2 separate regions of the Mus musculus genome follow, and region 2 is linked to region 1. A link is a contact called in public HiChIP or PLAC-seq data. All regions are on one chromosome and are shown on one strand. Each heading gives the region's core, a stretch centred on a gene start, on an enhancer-like site or on the middle of the called end of the contact. The rest is flanking DNA. Distances are from core to core; before and after follow the strand shown. Region 1 overlaps Arpp21 (cyclic AMP-regulated phosphoprotein, 21). Region 2 overlaps Arpp21 (cyclic AMP-regulated phosphoprotein, 21).

Region 1 (3,852 bases), core at 631-3,130:
TATACAATTGGCATTCTCTCCTCGACGCCTTTGGCTTTCATAGTGTTTAGGTAGGGAGATAGAATCTGGGCTAAATGAAGTTGTGCATGTGCAAGTCTAAATGTGATGGTCCAGATGAATTGCTTCTAAATGATGGGTAAAATCTGGTTTTACATTTATTTTCAGGCCCTGAAATTTGTATAAAGGATTGGGGGGGGGTGTTTTGTTTTTTGTTTTTGTTTTTGTTTTTGTTTTTTGACTCTGATGGGATACAATGGCATGTTTAGTGACTGCTGTAAAGTCACCTATTAATTTGTCAATATTCACAACACACTTATTAAGAATGCTTCTGAAGGATCTCTACAAGTCTTTCTCCCTCCATTAAAAATGAGAAGATGTAGCTCCAAGTATGTAGCCCTGTTGTAAGAATGCTTGCCTCATATGCATGAGATCTTGAATTCAAATCCATCATCTGGGTGGATACACAACTGTAGCCCAGGCACTCAAGAGCTAGAGGCAGGGCAGTCAGAAGTTTGAGGTCATCCTTGGCTATATAGAGTGTGAGGTCAGCTGGGGATAGAGAAGACCTGGTTTAAAATAATATTAATAATAATAATAACAACAATAAATAATAATGATATAAAATGTAGCAAGACAAACATAGAAACTGAACATTCTAAGAAGGTGAGCCGACTGAGTTCTAATTCTGGAAATATTACACAGCAAGTTCGTAGATGACCTGAGCGACCTGGAGCATTCGGCTTCCTGGAAGCACCGGGAAATCAATAACCCCACACCACTTGAGATCTAAAGTTCAACTTCTTTGCAGCATATCGATCCTTCGGTCTCTGATTGCTGCCTTCCTCAGAGCAATGATGAATATGCACACACAGTGGCTGGCTTCTCTCGTACCCCACTGCTGAGCCTGTCAGTCACAGAAGGGAGAGCCACAAGCCCACTCCTTCTCCTCCCTTCTGCGGAGTTGCTACCTGCTCAGCTGACACCACAGGAATCCAAGCAGGCTGAGGCCAATGCCCCCTCTGCAGGATTAGCTCCCCAGTACAAATAGAGATGAAAAAACATGTTAATGTCATTTATTTTCTAATATTTTTCTCTCACCATGCCCACCTTTCTTCTCATGTGGATTAATCCAGTGAAACTTATTTTCCTACCTTCAGATGCTCAGTCTGTGATGGCTCTGATGCGGTATCTTCCAAAGTATCTTAACTTGCTGGTGTGGGTCTCATTCACTGTAAACTGAAGAAAGATAGTTGGGGCAGAAAAATCAATGTTGTTTTGGCCACGTGTCCCTTCCAGTATAGCCAACAGACACTTGTACTTTGAATTAAAATGTCAATAATTTAAATTACCCAAATAGGAAGAGTGAGCCTGTGTCCCCATCCTGTTCAGTAACACTGCAGCGCTGTAGGAATCTCCTTCCATCTCAGTAATGAGATGGAATAGAGCAAGAAATCCTGTGCATGATTGTGTGTACTTACAGATTTCAGAAGCCTATGAAAAGATACTAAGCCAGGGTTTGTTAAGGGGATGGCGAGAATCAGACTAACAAGAGTCCAAGCCCCCTTCCTTTGCTCATTATTATTGGCTTGTGTGACAGTAACTGGGTATAAATTATGTAGTTCAGTAATACCAGCTCCCAGCATCAACATGAGCTATCCTCCTGCCTCAACTCCCAGCCCCGAGGGTTTGTGGCATTGTTCTAAAGACTGTCAACTTGAATTCTTTCCATTTGCTTCTCGGTTGACAGGCAGCATTCGTAAAGGGACAGCTGCCATGTGGCTGTTTCTGTTATATTTGTAGCAGGAGCCTGGCTTGGGTTTGGAGAGCCTCTGGGGAGGCTGAGCCTCTGAGGAATCACAACAGATGGCTTTATTGAGGAGCTAACAGGCGTGGGAGTAGATGCAGGAAGTGGAAAGACACACCAGCTGGGAGTTGTATGTCTGCTAGTCCTAAAGGAACTTGATGGGGACTTCATGATTGCCTGAGCTATATTATGTACATAGAAAAAAATGGAGATGAAGATGTTGTGAAATCAAATTATAATTGTGAAGACTTTAAAATGAAGGAGCCTGTCACTGCCCTGTGAATGGGAGACTCATCCTCTGGCAGCGCCTGTGAATGGGATACCAATTAGCCAAGGCATAGTTGGGCATGAAACCTGGTAGTAGGATGTTTATCTAGAAGGTGCAGTGCTCTGGGTTCAATCCACAGTGCCAGCAAATGAACAAATAAATTGGAGATCTGGGTGGATAGCTCTGTGGGTAAAGCGCATGCCATACAACTGTGCTGACCAGAGTTCAGATCCCCAGGAGCCACATTAAAAAGCTAGCTGTGGTAGAGCACATGTTCAATCCCAGATCTCCTCCACTGAGATGGGAGGTGAAGAAAAGAGAACAGCCAGAAGCCTGAGGGTCAGGGAGCCTGCGTCATACAAAAAAAAAAAAAAAAAAAAAAAAAAAACGAGGTGAAGATGAGCCTCAGAGGTTTTCCTCTAACTTTCACACCAAAGAAAACGTGAGATTATTGCTGGAATATACATGGCCCCACTGCTGGCTTACACACAGCCCCACTCCTTACCGCACCTCCTATCCCCAACAACGATTTAAAAGAAAAAATCTAGCTAAGAGAAAAACATTCTTTCATGATTCCTAAATAACTGATTTTTTTTAAAGTTAGGTATTTTCTTCATTTACATTTCCAATGCTATCCTAAAAGTCCCTCATGCCCCCCCCCCACTCCCCTACCCACTCACTCCCACTTCTTGGCCCTGGCGTTCCCCTGTACTGGAACACCAGGGCCAAATAACTGCTTTTGAAATCATATTGTGCCTGCTTTTAGACTGGTGTGTGGAAGGGTCATGCAGAGCACTAATAAATGGGGACTTGGGGAGTCACAAATTCCTCTAATTGCCAATGTCTAGCCAAAAATGATTCTGTTTGGGTGGGGCAGATGCATTCCTTCAATCTTAACAAAAGCTTCCTTTCTCTTTAAACACAATGGATTCTAAAACTCAACGTAGGTCAGTTCAGTTCCTATGATATGCATTCTTCAGCAATTAATATGGCATTAATATTTAAGAACCACTGGCCTGAAGCAAATCTTACTTTGAAAAGTATTCTGAGTTTTGTTTCCTTCCCAGTGTTCAAAGGGAACTCCCATCGGTGAGAATGCCATGGGAACTGGGCTGAGCATGAATATCCATCTATACTTTCAAAAGCATCTCTAGGTCACCAGAAATAGCATCTGATGCAGCCAGCAAAGGTTTGCTTCCCTGCTTGGTCTTTAAGAGTGTGTTCAGAGGTGTTTACGGGTAGGAACATAGGCAATCAAATGGAGGGAAGGTACTAAAATGTGAGATCTGTTAGCAGGCTTGGGTACTTATGATGCAAAGACACTCACAAGATATTAATGGATGCTTCCTTATACAGTATCACCACAACAGGAAGTCAGAGAACTTCCTGTAACATCTACCACAACAGGAAGTCAGAGATTCTGAGGCATCAGCTGGAGGAGGCTGGCAGCAAAGCTAGGTTACACTCTGTTGCTGTTTTTTTCTAATTCCAGTTTAAAGGGAAATGTTTTTATAGCTCCAAGTGAAAAATAATCTCAATAGATTGAAGAACCAACAAAGTTTTTTATTCTTAGATGATAAAAAGGGAACCTAGGAAGAAATGGATTTCTAGGGTGCGGAATCAAGAAAAATCAGCGCTACTGGGCCCTGAAGATGTTCCCCCAACACATAAAAAAATGATATCAGTCCTTTGTTTCTGAGAGTGTAGTTTTAAAATGAAAACATAACACCAACTTTGTACTGAATGTTTACTGAGCCCCAGATAGTGCCAGGCAGGAATC
Region 2 (3,852 bases), core at 764-3,263, 110 kb before region 1:
CATTCTGATCCCCCAGAACCAAGAGGGCAGGTGGCATGGTGCTATGCAGCCCTGGGCAGATGGCGAGAGACAGATCACTGGCCAGCCGGCATGGCTTGATTAGCAAGCTCCAGGCCAATCAGAGAACTTGTCTTAAAACACAAATTGAACAGAACCTGAAGGGTGAACTCAAGGTTGACCTCTGACCTCCACATATGCATACACACCTGCACGTGTACAAACAAGCACCCACGTACATGTTTGCAGTCTCTCCCTCCCCCCCCCTCTCTCTCACACACACACACACACACACACACACACACACACACACACAAGAACATACACCAGTACATGAGCACACCTCTAGGACCACTTGTTCTACAAGGGAGATGTGTGTCTATAACCTGAATTCCACACCAGGTACTATTCTGTGAAGGCTGAGCACAAGGGTATCTCAACCCAGTGCTAAAGAGCGCTTCCTTTACATCATGACCGGGGAGAAAAGCCTTGACTGGAGTCCAGCAAGTTACCAGCGTACCTGTCTGTGAGAGGTTTGTAAGCACCTCACACTGCCCCTGGGCATACTCACTCACTTCCGGATCAGCGTCTCCCACCTGACCTGCAAGTGAGCAGGCCAGTGTGTGTGTGTGTGTGTGTGTGTGTGTGTAACTATAATTTACTCCCAAAGATGAAATTTTAGATATCATCATTTTTATTATGAAAAATGTGTCAGCACTTGCACAAAACAGGATCCCGTGTTTTGAGCCTCCATGTGCATAGAAGAGTGTCAGTATTTTGCCTTTTTCCATTCTAGACCTATCATCAACAGCGCCAAGCATAGCCACTCGCGTTGCTGGGTGGACCAGGAGGGAGGGTTGTGGTTTCAGCGCATGGAGAGAGTTGCCAGTGGCTGAAATCAGGCCTGTTTTTTAGTCGCCTTAACTGACTAAGAGTAAAGGTATCGGGGCCATATTTCTGAGAAGTGGGGAGTCCACTGTGCAGCCTTGGGCAGGGCGAGCTGTCCACTTTTGTTTCCAAGGTTCGGATTCTACAGAAACCCAAGGACCCGGATCTGACACTGACACTCAAGGCTCCCTCGGAGTCCTGTGGCCTCAAAATATCATGCTCTGCGTCCTAGGCTACTCGAAGGCACAGAACATCCAACGTGCTTGTTTCATTTCGTCCATCTGTGTTGTCTGTGCACGCAGTAGCATATGCACATACGTGTATTGTGTGAGTGAAGGCCACAGACAACCTTGCAGATCCTTCCTAGGAAACTGTCAGCCTTTTTCTTAGGACAGTGATTCTCACTTACCCAGAACTCCGTGACTAGAGGAGACTTCCTGGTTATGGAGTCTGAAGCATCTTCAAGTCTTTACCTATGCAGCAGTGATATTACAAGCATGTGTTGCCATGCCTACCTTTTTAATATGAATACTAGGGATGAATGTGGGTCCCCACCATTTGGAGTCATACATTTTACCAGCTGAACTATGTTTTCCCTTGGTGTGTGTGTGTGTTTGTGTGTGTGTGTGTGTGTGTGTGTGTGTGTGTGTGTGTGTGTGTGTGTGTGATGCTGTCTAGTAGAGGGGCCTCCTTTCAGAAGTCAGTTAGTCTAAAAGTGACTTGAACAACCCCCTGCCCCCCACCTCATGTTTCTGGCAGATTTTCATCCCAGCATAAAACCAAAATGAAAACCTCTGCTTGGAATAGGAGTATGTTACAGAAAGCCTGCAGGGAATGCTGAAGTACGTTTGGAATCTGACATAAACCCTGCCACTTGAGCACACAGTTCTGATGCCCCACAATTCAAATCCACAGATGATTGCCGGAAGTGTTGAAGATGACCTCCCGTGCCCAGCTCTGTCCTCATCGGGAAAGGCCCAGGCATGCCTCTGAGTGAACTGGCAGCTGCTGTGCCTCTGCAAAGGGAGCAGGCTGCTGCTGGTTGGTTGGCTCTGGAGCAGGTGGCATGGGGTGGGGGCGAGGCTACAGCATTTCCTCTTTAAGGTGGTAGCCAGCTGCTTCCTTGGTCATGTGCCCCAGTGAGTGCCTGCAGGAGGCAGGGGGCCAGGAGTATAGCTGATACAGCAGCCAGCTCCCTGCAGCTGCTGCTCTGTTCTTTGAGCGAAGCATCTCCAGGCCTCTGTGTGGCCTGAGCTGGCATTTAGGGAGGGGCAGCAGAGGAGTGAATACTCTGACTTAAGTGACTTAACCCAGCTGCTGTGCTCCCCGTCCTTGTGTGTGTGTTTGTGTGTGAGTGTGTGTGTGTGTGTGTAGCATAACTGAAGTGACACTTCTCAAAATTCAAATTCCTGAGAAGTTTACAACAGCAAGAAACAGAGGCCAATCTTTTTTTTTTTTTTTTTTTTAATTTTTTTTTATTTATTTTTTTTTTAATTAGGTATTTAGCTCATTTACATTTCCAATGCTATACCAAAAGTCCCCCTTACCCACCCACCCCCACTCCCCTACCCACCCACTCCCCCCCTTTGGCCCTGGCGTTCCCCTGTACCGGGGCACACAAAGTCTGCGTGTCCAATGGGCCTCTCTTTCCAGTGATGGCCAACTAGGCCATCTTTTGATACATATGCAGCTAGAGTCAAGAGCTCAGGGGTACTGGTTAGTTCATAATGTTGTTCCACCTATAGGGTTGAAGATCCCTTTAGCTCCTTGGGTACTTTCTCTAGCTCCTCCATTGGGAGCCCTGTGATCCATCCATTAGCTGACTGTGAGCATCCACTTCTGTGTTTGCTAGGCCCCGGCATAGTCTCACAAGAGACAGCTACATCTGGGTCCTTTCAGTAAAATCTTGCTAGTGTATGCAATGGTGTCAGCATTTGGAAGCTGATTATGGGGTGGATCCCTGGATATGGCAGTCTCTACATGGTCCATCCTTTCATCTCAGCTCCATACTTTGTTTCTGTAACTCCTTCCATGGGTGTTTTGTTCCCACTTCTAAGGAGGGGCATAGTGTCCACACTTCAGTCTTCATTTTTCTTGAGTTTCATGTGTTTAGGAAATTGTATCTTATATCGTGGGTATCCTAGGTTTTGGGCTAGTATCCACTTATCAGTGAGTACATATTGTGTGAGTTCCTTTGTGATTGTGTTACCTCACTCAGGATGATGCTCTCCAGGTCCATCCATTTGGCTAGGAATTTCATAAATTCATTCTTTTTAATAGCTGAGTAGTACTCCATTGTGTAGATGTACCACATTTTCTGTATCCATTCCTCTGTTGAGGGGCATCTGGGTTCTTTCCAGTTTCTGGCTATTATAAATAAGGCTGCTATGAACATAGTGGAGCATGTGTCCTTCTTACCAGTTGGGGCTTCTTCTGGATATATGCCCAGGAGAGGTATTGCTGGATCCTCCGGTAGTACTATGTCCAATTTTCTGAGGAACCGCCAGACTGATTTCCAGAGTGGTTGTACAAGCCTGCAATCCCACCAACAATGGAGGAGTGTTCCTCTTTCTCCACATCCTCGCCAGCATCTGCTGTCACCTGAATTTTTGATCTTAGCCATTCTCACTGGTGTGAGGTGGAATCTCAGGGTTGTATCTTAAAGAAGCACTTTGTAAGGAGAAGGGCGAGCCTTCCCTCCTATCCCAGGACGCATGAGTTCAGCACACACAGAGCTTAGCTTCTGTCTGTCCATCTCTGTACACACAGAAGCAGCCTGGAGAGAAGCTGGGCCCCGGGGCATGCCAAGGCAGGTGAGGAGAGACTGGAGCAGAACTTTTTGGAGACCATTGCTTTCTTCTACCTTTAGGTGAGTTCGGAAAATCAAACCCAGGTTGCCAGGCTTGTAGGACAAGCACCTTTAGATGCTGATCTCATCTCTATGGCCAACACCATTGGTTTTTGAGG

The links. HiChIP or PLAC-seq counts read pairs in DNA pulled down with a chosen protein or histone mark.
Region 2: a contact with region 1 is called in an H3K27ac HiChIP or PLAC-seq map of large pre-B cells, with 2.3 times the contacts expected there. The contact joins two enhancer-like sites. A contact is called at or near these places in 3 of 484 Hi-C or Micro-C datasets (Th17 cells, neural stem cells and pancreatic cancer cells), 2 of 115 datasets of contacts at active chromatin or transcription factors (embryonic stem cells and large pre-B cells) and 2 of 9 other capture datasets (embryonic stem cells and liver).

What each region holds. Positions count from the first base shown.
Region 1 is chr9:112,100,634-112,104,485 of GRCm38.p6, reverse strand. All of the region lies in intron 19 of Arpp21 (cyclic AMP-regulated phosphoprotein, 21), which reads left to right. It overlaps Gm51694 (a long non-coding RNA gene), which reads right to left. Exons shown (of 3, transcript XR_003948255.1): 1 at 1-3,852. Among named protein-coding and RNA genes, the nearest start is that of Gm51694, 15 kb to the right of the region's middle. Within about 2 kb of position 1,880, at least 59 of the 459 cell types and tissues checked have an H3K27ac peak or open chromatin away from gene starts, as enhancers often do. A contact at or near this core is called in neural stem cells, where this site is marked.
Region 2 is chr9:112,206,147-112,209,998 of GRCm38.p6, reverse strand. The region is part of intron 1 of Arpp21 (cyclic AMP-regulated phosphoprotein, 21); the gene reads left to right. Among named protein-coding and RNA genes, the nearest start is that of 2310075C17Rik, 19 kb to the left of the region's middle. Within about 2 kb of position 2,013, at least 84 of the 459 cell types and tissues checked have an H3K27ac peak or open chromatin away from gene starts, as enhancers often do. A contact at or near this core is called in neural stem cells, where this site is marked.